2 separate regions of the Hordeum vulgare genome follow, and region 2 is linked to region 1. The links are chromatin contacts, called in public Hi-C maps. All regions are on one chromosome and are shown on one strand. The core of a region is the stretch at or near the end of the contact, and the rest is flanking DNA. Distances in the headings are between cores, read along the strand shown.

Region 1 (3,510 bases), core at 383-2,882:
CCGTAAATTTTATCTTATTTTATACGTAAAACGTGGCTGTAAAAAAAATATAACCAATATAAAAATATTTTATATCACGTAAAATTACGAACATACAAAAATAGTGCAAAAAATACAAAAAAATTAAATTTTTCTGGTATTATAACCTATATTTTTGTTTTTCTTTTGTCAAATTTTTACATAGTGATTCAATATAAATGTAAATATTTGTATTTAAAATTTAAATTATTTGTAAATTGATCGTACGATTATCTCGGGTGAAGAATAAATTATTATGCACCCTGAATGATGAATAGAGTTTATATATGTATATCTTGTGAAGACCCATGAGTTTTACATGCATGAGTTTTTTTCCTTAAGCCAATTAGTACATTATTTTTTCTCTGATATGAACAGTAATGCCTAACATTAAAAAGTTGCAATCAAGGACGTGTTTATTGCACAATATTGTGGATGCACAAATTAGTGGAAGCAGGCGCCACTTGGTGGCCGTGATGAACTTGTCGGTACCTACCTACCTATATGTATATCTTGTGAAGACCCATGAACAGAGTTTTGCACCGATCAATATATGCATACCTTCCTGTTTCCAAAAACAAATATATGATGGGCCTATATCAAGTGATTTGGACGACCTGACTAAAAAATTTAAAACGCAGAAGCTCAGATAAGATATATGGGAGCCAGGAATATAACTGTTGAAACCATAGGTTGTGACCATGAACGTGTGTATTAGAGCATCTCCAACAGGCGATCAAAAAATGCTCCGCACGTTAAAAGATTCATTTTTTGGACGCCGGATAGCGCCAACAGACGTTGTAAAACAGTATGCGCGCTAAAAACTTTTGGGCGCGTGCAGCATATTTGGTGCGCCGGCTTGCGCGCGTAGCAAACTCTGTGTTGCTGCCGATGGGGTCGTTGGATAGGGCTGAATTGGACGCCCCACTAACACGCGTCTGTTGGAGATACTTCGATCCCCGCGCTTTAAAAGTGCTACAGTGACACGCTAAAAAAATTATTGGATGCGATATTTTTGTGCAGCTATTGGAGATGCTCTTAGTTAGGCCAATGAAGATGCATGCGTATGGTAGGGGTCCAAGTCCTTTTCCCTGTCAGTAGTCAGCGCTCCGGCCGGGAGCTTGGAACCCAGTTGACCTATCTCATCTCACCACCTGCCTGCCATACAGGATGAGGCTAGCTAGTAAAGGAACATGGCATGAGCAGAATCAGAACAGGAGATTGGAAAGTTCAGTTTCTGTTGCTCCATTCGGCTAGTAAAGTGTAGTATTAGTGATCTAAAGAAAGCAAGCTCGTGCCAGCTGGTCCCAAGTGCCTCAGTAAAGTCATATTGCGAGCCATCGCTTAATTTGTCCAAAGGGCTGATTGCATTATAGGCAGACGAACTACCATACGGTATATTCCCTCCATCTCCTTCACAGCAACTTTGAGCTTTTCCCCGCCAAGAAAGGGGCAACTAATTTGAGCTTTCACAGATCAATGGCACTTTAATTGACAACTCCAAATGACTAGTCACAACTGCCTGATGAGCATGCAGTGAACTTGTTCTAGGAGACTTCTCGCTACTCAGGAGTGGGGAGAAAAGGTAAGTGCATGTGGATAGATGGCACCTCCTTGTCAGGATCAGATCAGATCATTGTGAGAGCAAATCACCAAAAGCTACGGTGGTAGAGGCTCATTGGATGAAAACAAAAGAAAAGAGATATATGTGCACATATTTGATATGCATGCTTGTAGTTGACATTTCTGTATGCATATGATTGACTCTATCTGATTATTCCACCGGGCCAATTTGTGGTGCTACTCTTCTTCCTTCCACATCAGCTGGTGATTGTCTGGCTGGTGTACATATATGTGTTGGCCAATTTGTGGGGCAAGAGTTATCTCTTATCTACACACACTAAACTTAATTATGCTATGTATGACTCAGCTGGGCATTAGGTGTCGGTAGCTAGAGATGGCCGGATAGATGACAAAAAAAAGTAGAGGGATAAGGCAGGAGCAGCATGGTGCTCCTGCATGTCTCTGCTGCGCTGTTCCCCTCCTTTTCAGCTCGAAATTATAATCACTAGCTTATCAGATGCCTACATACCATGTGAAAATAGATCATCAAATCCATTCGATTATGTACCTGAGGCTCCTTTGCATTGACGTGTCCATGCCCCACTGGACCATACCTACCAACATATTTGTTCTGCATGCCTATGGTCACCATACCACTGCTAGTATTTATCCATCAGGGCCATAAGACTCGAAGGTGATGTTAATGGTAAATCAAGGGTTGTCAATGGGAAGAGACTTAATTATCATAGTGCCGTGATCCAGTATGAGTGGAGGTAAATCAAGGCTTGTCAATGGGAAGAGACTTAATTGTCTATATAAACGTTGATGCGCATCATTATATATCAAAGAATGGATCTATAATTTAAGGGAAACACTTCATATCTATAGTATGATACGATACAATCCTCAGACCTGACGACTGTCGTTGATATGATTGGGATCTCACGGTCACAACTTGCTTCGTACAAAAAAAATCCTCGGCGAGCTAACCATCCGCACGGCCGAAATCCCCGTACGTAACCTCCGCCCTAATCGCTCGCCCCGTATATCCCTCTCCCCTCCTCCTGTCGCCAACAACCGCTCTGCATCGTCCTCACCGTCCTACATTCCTCTCATCTCGCATGTCTCCTCGTCGCTGACGCACCGCCCATGCCCGTCTCACAGCTATTTCGTTTGATCCATGTCAGCCACATCTATCTCTGGATTGGACAAGATGCGCCTCCCTGGACGGTGTTCACTTGTTCATATTCTTGCAAGTGCCCTGCAGCTGGTTGACGACGAGGTCTCAAAAGGCCGTGCTAGTTTCATTCTCATATTGTTTAGTTCTGATCCATATGCTAACATCCATGGTTCTCTTGACTCTTGGTTATGCTTCTATTGTACTGAAGTCTGATGGATACAAGGCCGCCATGCTTCTTTGCTTTTCACATATGTCTGTTGTAAACATTGATCTACCTTACATCTACATGCACGACCCATCTTGCGCCTCCATACACACTCCACCTCATGCAATAGTTCTGCGTTAATAGCCTTGTGGCTACTTGTTGGAAAACAAGGGAAAGGAGTGCTCGTAATATATTTGTTTTTCAGTGTATGAAGCATGTAGGAAGCATATTAGCAAGTAGATTGCAGCAAATTTGTAGCCAGTGAGAAACCGTTGATGGGAACAGTATGCCATTGGCACTTAAATGAAGCAAATGTTTAGATTTGTTGGAAACGTGTTACATGAACATATGAAGCAAAGAACGAACGAACGATGCAGAACAAGATACAGCACACCTAATATGTATATAGATTAAAAAAAATCTAACCATAACAGAAGCAAACTGTATAATTTGATGGCCCAAGTTTTACTGTCAAAATGGATATTCAGTTACATTGGAGACATGTATCTATCTCATGGAAGCAAATTCTCTAATAAAACTATGA
Region 2 (3,510 bases), core at 604-3,103, 51 kb before region 1:
GCGGCTGTGATTGATGGTGTCACCGAGCCATGTGGTTGCGCCCCTGACGAGAGAGACGAGGGCGCTGCTGAGGAAGAAGCCGAGGGAGAGCGTGGTGAGGAAGAGGCCTGTGCTCATGGTCTTCATGCCCTTGGGCGACCGCGTGATGAAGAAGTCCAGCTGCCCCGTGTAGATGAACGCCTCGCCCGCGCCCACCAGGAGGAACTGCGGAATCAGCATGAACACGGTGATCGGCAGCGCCGTGCCGTTCATGGTGGTGGCCGTGGAGGCGACGGTGAGGCGCTTCTTCTCGGTGACGGCGGCAGCGACCATGCCGGCGATGGACAGGACCAGGCCGATGCCGATCTTTTCGAGGTTGGTGAACCCCGGCCGGCCGGTGAGGTTTCGGCATAGAGGGATGAATACGCGGTCGTAGACGGCGAGGGTCAGCATGATGGCGCCGACGAAGAAGACGGTGAGCGATGCGGCTGGGATTTCGAAGCCGCCGATGCGCCGGTCCATTGTGGTCGCCTGCTCCACCGAGAAGGTGATCATCTGAGCGTAGATGGTCCAGAACAAGATGGTCGTCGCCCAAACCGGCATCAGCCTCGCCACCATCTTTACCTCCTCCACGCGGGACACCGAGCACAGCTTCCAGGGGTTCGGTGTGGGCCGCCCGTCTGGCCCCATCTCGTTGTCCTCCTCACCGGCCATCACCGCAGCGCTGTCCAGGCACCGGAACTGGTCGGTGTGGTGGATCCTGGCGTGCTCGGGGCGGTCCTCATAGAGCGCGGCGGCAGTGTGCGGCTGCTTGAGGCCGCGCTTCCGGGCGGCAGCGACGAGGACTTGGAGGATGTGCACGACCGGGCTCCCGGAGCTCCGTTTGTACCGGTACCTCTTGGTGCCCGAGAGGAAGACCGCGATGGCGATGAGCATGGCGCCAGAGCAGAGGCCGTAGGCCCAGCTCCGGCCGACATGGTCCTGGATGTAGACGAGGAAGGTGACGGCGAGAAGTGTGCCTAGGCTGATGAAGAAGAAGAATCGGTCGAAGAAGTATCCCATGGCGGCACGCTCGCGGTCGTCGCGCTCGTCAAACTGGTCGGTGCCGAAGCCGGAGACGCTGGACTTGAGGCCGCCGGTGCCAAGCGCGATGAGGTAGAGGCACATGTACAGCACGCCCATCTGCAGGCCCGTGGCCTCCTCGGACGGTGGTGGCCGGAGCTGGTGCACGGTCGTGGACACCGCGAGGAGTCCGGTGCCGAGTGCTTGGACGAGCGCGAAGATGGCGATGGTGAGGTAGCGGCCGAGAAACGCGTCGGCGAGGAAGCCGCCGAGGAAGCATAGGAGGAAGGAGGTGCCCATGAAGTCGGTGACGACGTTGGCGGAGTCGGCGCTGGGCAGGTGCATCGTGTCCGTCAGGTACGTGACGAGGTTCACCGCGATTCCCATGGTGGCCAGCCGCTCGCAGAGCTCGATCCCGACCACGGATGCCGCTCCGAGCCAGCTGCCGGTGCTGGACCTGTCGGCCGGGCAACCCCGGTAGTCCACCGCGTCCTGAACCAGGTTGCCGTCCTCGCTCCACGACCTCTCAATCTCCATTTTTCCACCCTGCACAACACGTACGTCCAAACACACAAGAGCAATTAATTAGGATAACATGCGTGCATGCATGCTTGCAAATCTTGGGCAATTATTTCATGCACAAATTCACATTTCGTGATATCAATCACGAACCATTTGTGGTAGCTAGCTAGCTTGAGGTCGAACGAACAAGGACAAGATGTATCGATCGATCCTTGCAGGAGAATATACTAGTGGAAGAAGAAGACGACTGCTAGTGCTTGCAAGTTCTTCGCTTGCTGGATCGACGACCTCGGGATCTTCCATTTATAGGCGCGCATACTACGTACACGATCACAAGCGATGGAGAGGGACGCGCACTAAAAAAAGCCTGGATCTTTCTCTCCATCTCTTTATGCCGGTGCTGGTGGCAGCCAATGGTGGTAACACAAAATAATGTATATACGCGTATTATTATATTCAGCTGTTAGCTAGATGGTCACTGGAGGAGAAACTGCTGATCCCTGAGACGTGGAAACTAAGGAAAGTGAGCTGTTTTGGGGATGAGAAGAGGGAGTTCAGCTCGCATGAAATGTTCTAGGAGTTTCAACAGCATCTACAATGGGGCCCTTCATCCCCACTAACGATCACAATAATGCAGATAAGATAGGCTAGCAACGGAGGAGAGAGGAAGAGGGGACTTGCAAAGGCACCTACCTCCACCTGAGTGTGGAGATCAGGACTAGGGACAAAGCAAAGGATCATGGTGTTGATCTGTCCACCTTTTTGATTTTTCACATGCCAATTCTTCAGATTCATTATACATCCACTCGGTGTGAAATTGGTTGGTAATGTCCTTGGATGTCGATCCACTTAGTTTTAAGCATACCAAATCTTTTGGGGACCAATGGTGCAAGCCTTGTTTGGCTCAAAACATTTATAGAACACATAAACAAGAATATAGAAATCATATACTCCCTCTGTTCCTTAATATTTTTTTTTTTTAGAGATTTCATTAGGAGACTACATACGGAGCAAAATGAATGTATCTACGCTCTAAAGTGTGTCTATATACATCCGTATGTAGTCCCCTGGTGAAAACTCTAAAAAGACTTATATTTAGGAACGGAGGGAGTATTATATTAGCCCTACTAACTTTCCTTCAAGGACTTCCGAGACCCTGTGGTGTGACTGAGTATCAGATGATCCTGTAGCATCTAAGCTGATGTGCTCCAGCACGAGTTCACACGTTGGATCCTCGAAGCCTTGGACTTGGATGTGATTATATGACTCATCAACGGTGTTTTTGTAAATATTTATAGCTCCCGTAGGACCTAATGCCAGGTGCTCCAGTAAGAGCTTAGCCGTTGGTTCTAAGATCCTACGAGAAAACCACCCTTCAGGAGTCATGTAGTGAAAGAAACTTCATGGGCTCCTGTTTAAGCATGACATCTCCCATACCTTGGATTCATTGTCTTGAGAATTCTTGCTTTAGCTGCTCGCCGTTCAAGGTTTTGGTAGCCGTTGGAATGGTTGGATCGTTGCCTTGTTACCACTGCAAGCACAAGAATTAGGGTAAGCAGATATCTCTTTGACTGCATCAACCACAAGCGAGGCCTTAGACAAGGCCAAAGACCCGTTATCTCCCATGCGTTTCGTGTTGGCTATGCATTTTGTTGTCAGATTGCTTAACTTGGGGCAGTCCAAGCAAACTCTTTCCAAGCTTGGCTAACAGTTGATCAAGCATAGAACTGCTCTTTATGTTGATTGTTGTTGTTAGGGAAACAACTTTTGACTAGGTCATTTCTTTGTAGCGTCGTTAGTGACATGTAAGCAAGGGGTGTGCGCGACAGCCTTAGAGCAAAGGTCGACATACACCTAAAAAAGTGGCGCAACAATGTTTTTTGAATAGGTTCAGACGCCTCATGCGAGCATGACCTACGTCCTATGAGGATACCGGACAATGTACAT

Evidence for each region. Hi-C and Micro-C count contacts between places; a contact is called where the count stands out from the background.
Region 2: a Hi-C map of leaf shows a contact between it and region 1, with 2.5 times the contacts expected there. The contact joins the promoter of LOC123404411 here to the enhancer-like site in region 1. A contact is called at or near these places in 3 of 6 Hi-C or Micro-C datasets (leaf and seedling).

What each region holds. Positions count from the first base shown.
Region 1 is chr1H:10,045,628-10,049,137 of MorexV3_pseudomolecules_assembly, reverse strand. No RefSeq gene overlaps it. Among protein-coding and RNA genes, the nearest start is that of LOC123404411, 51 kb to the left of the region's middle. Within about 2 kb of position 1,632, at least 2 of the 3 cell types and tissues checked have open chromatin away from gene starts, as enhancers often do. A contact at or near this core is called in leaf, where this site is marked.
Region 2 is chr1H:10,096,554-10,100,063 of MorexV3_pseudomolecules_assembly, reverse strand. It overlaps LOC123404411 (protein NRT1/ PTR FAMILY 6.2), which reads right to left and starts at 1,853. Exons shown (of 2, transcript XM_045098337.1): 1 at 1,714-1,853; 2 at 1-1,587. The coding sequence starts at 1,716.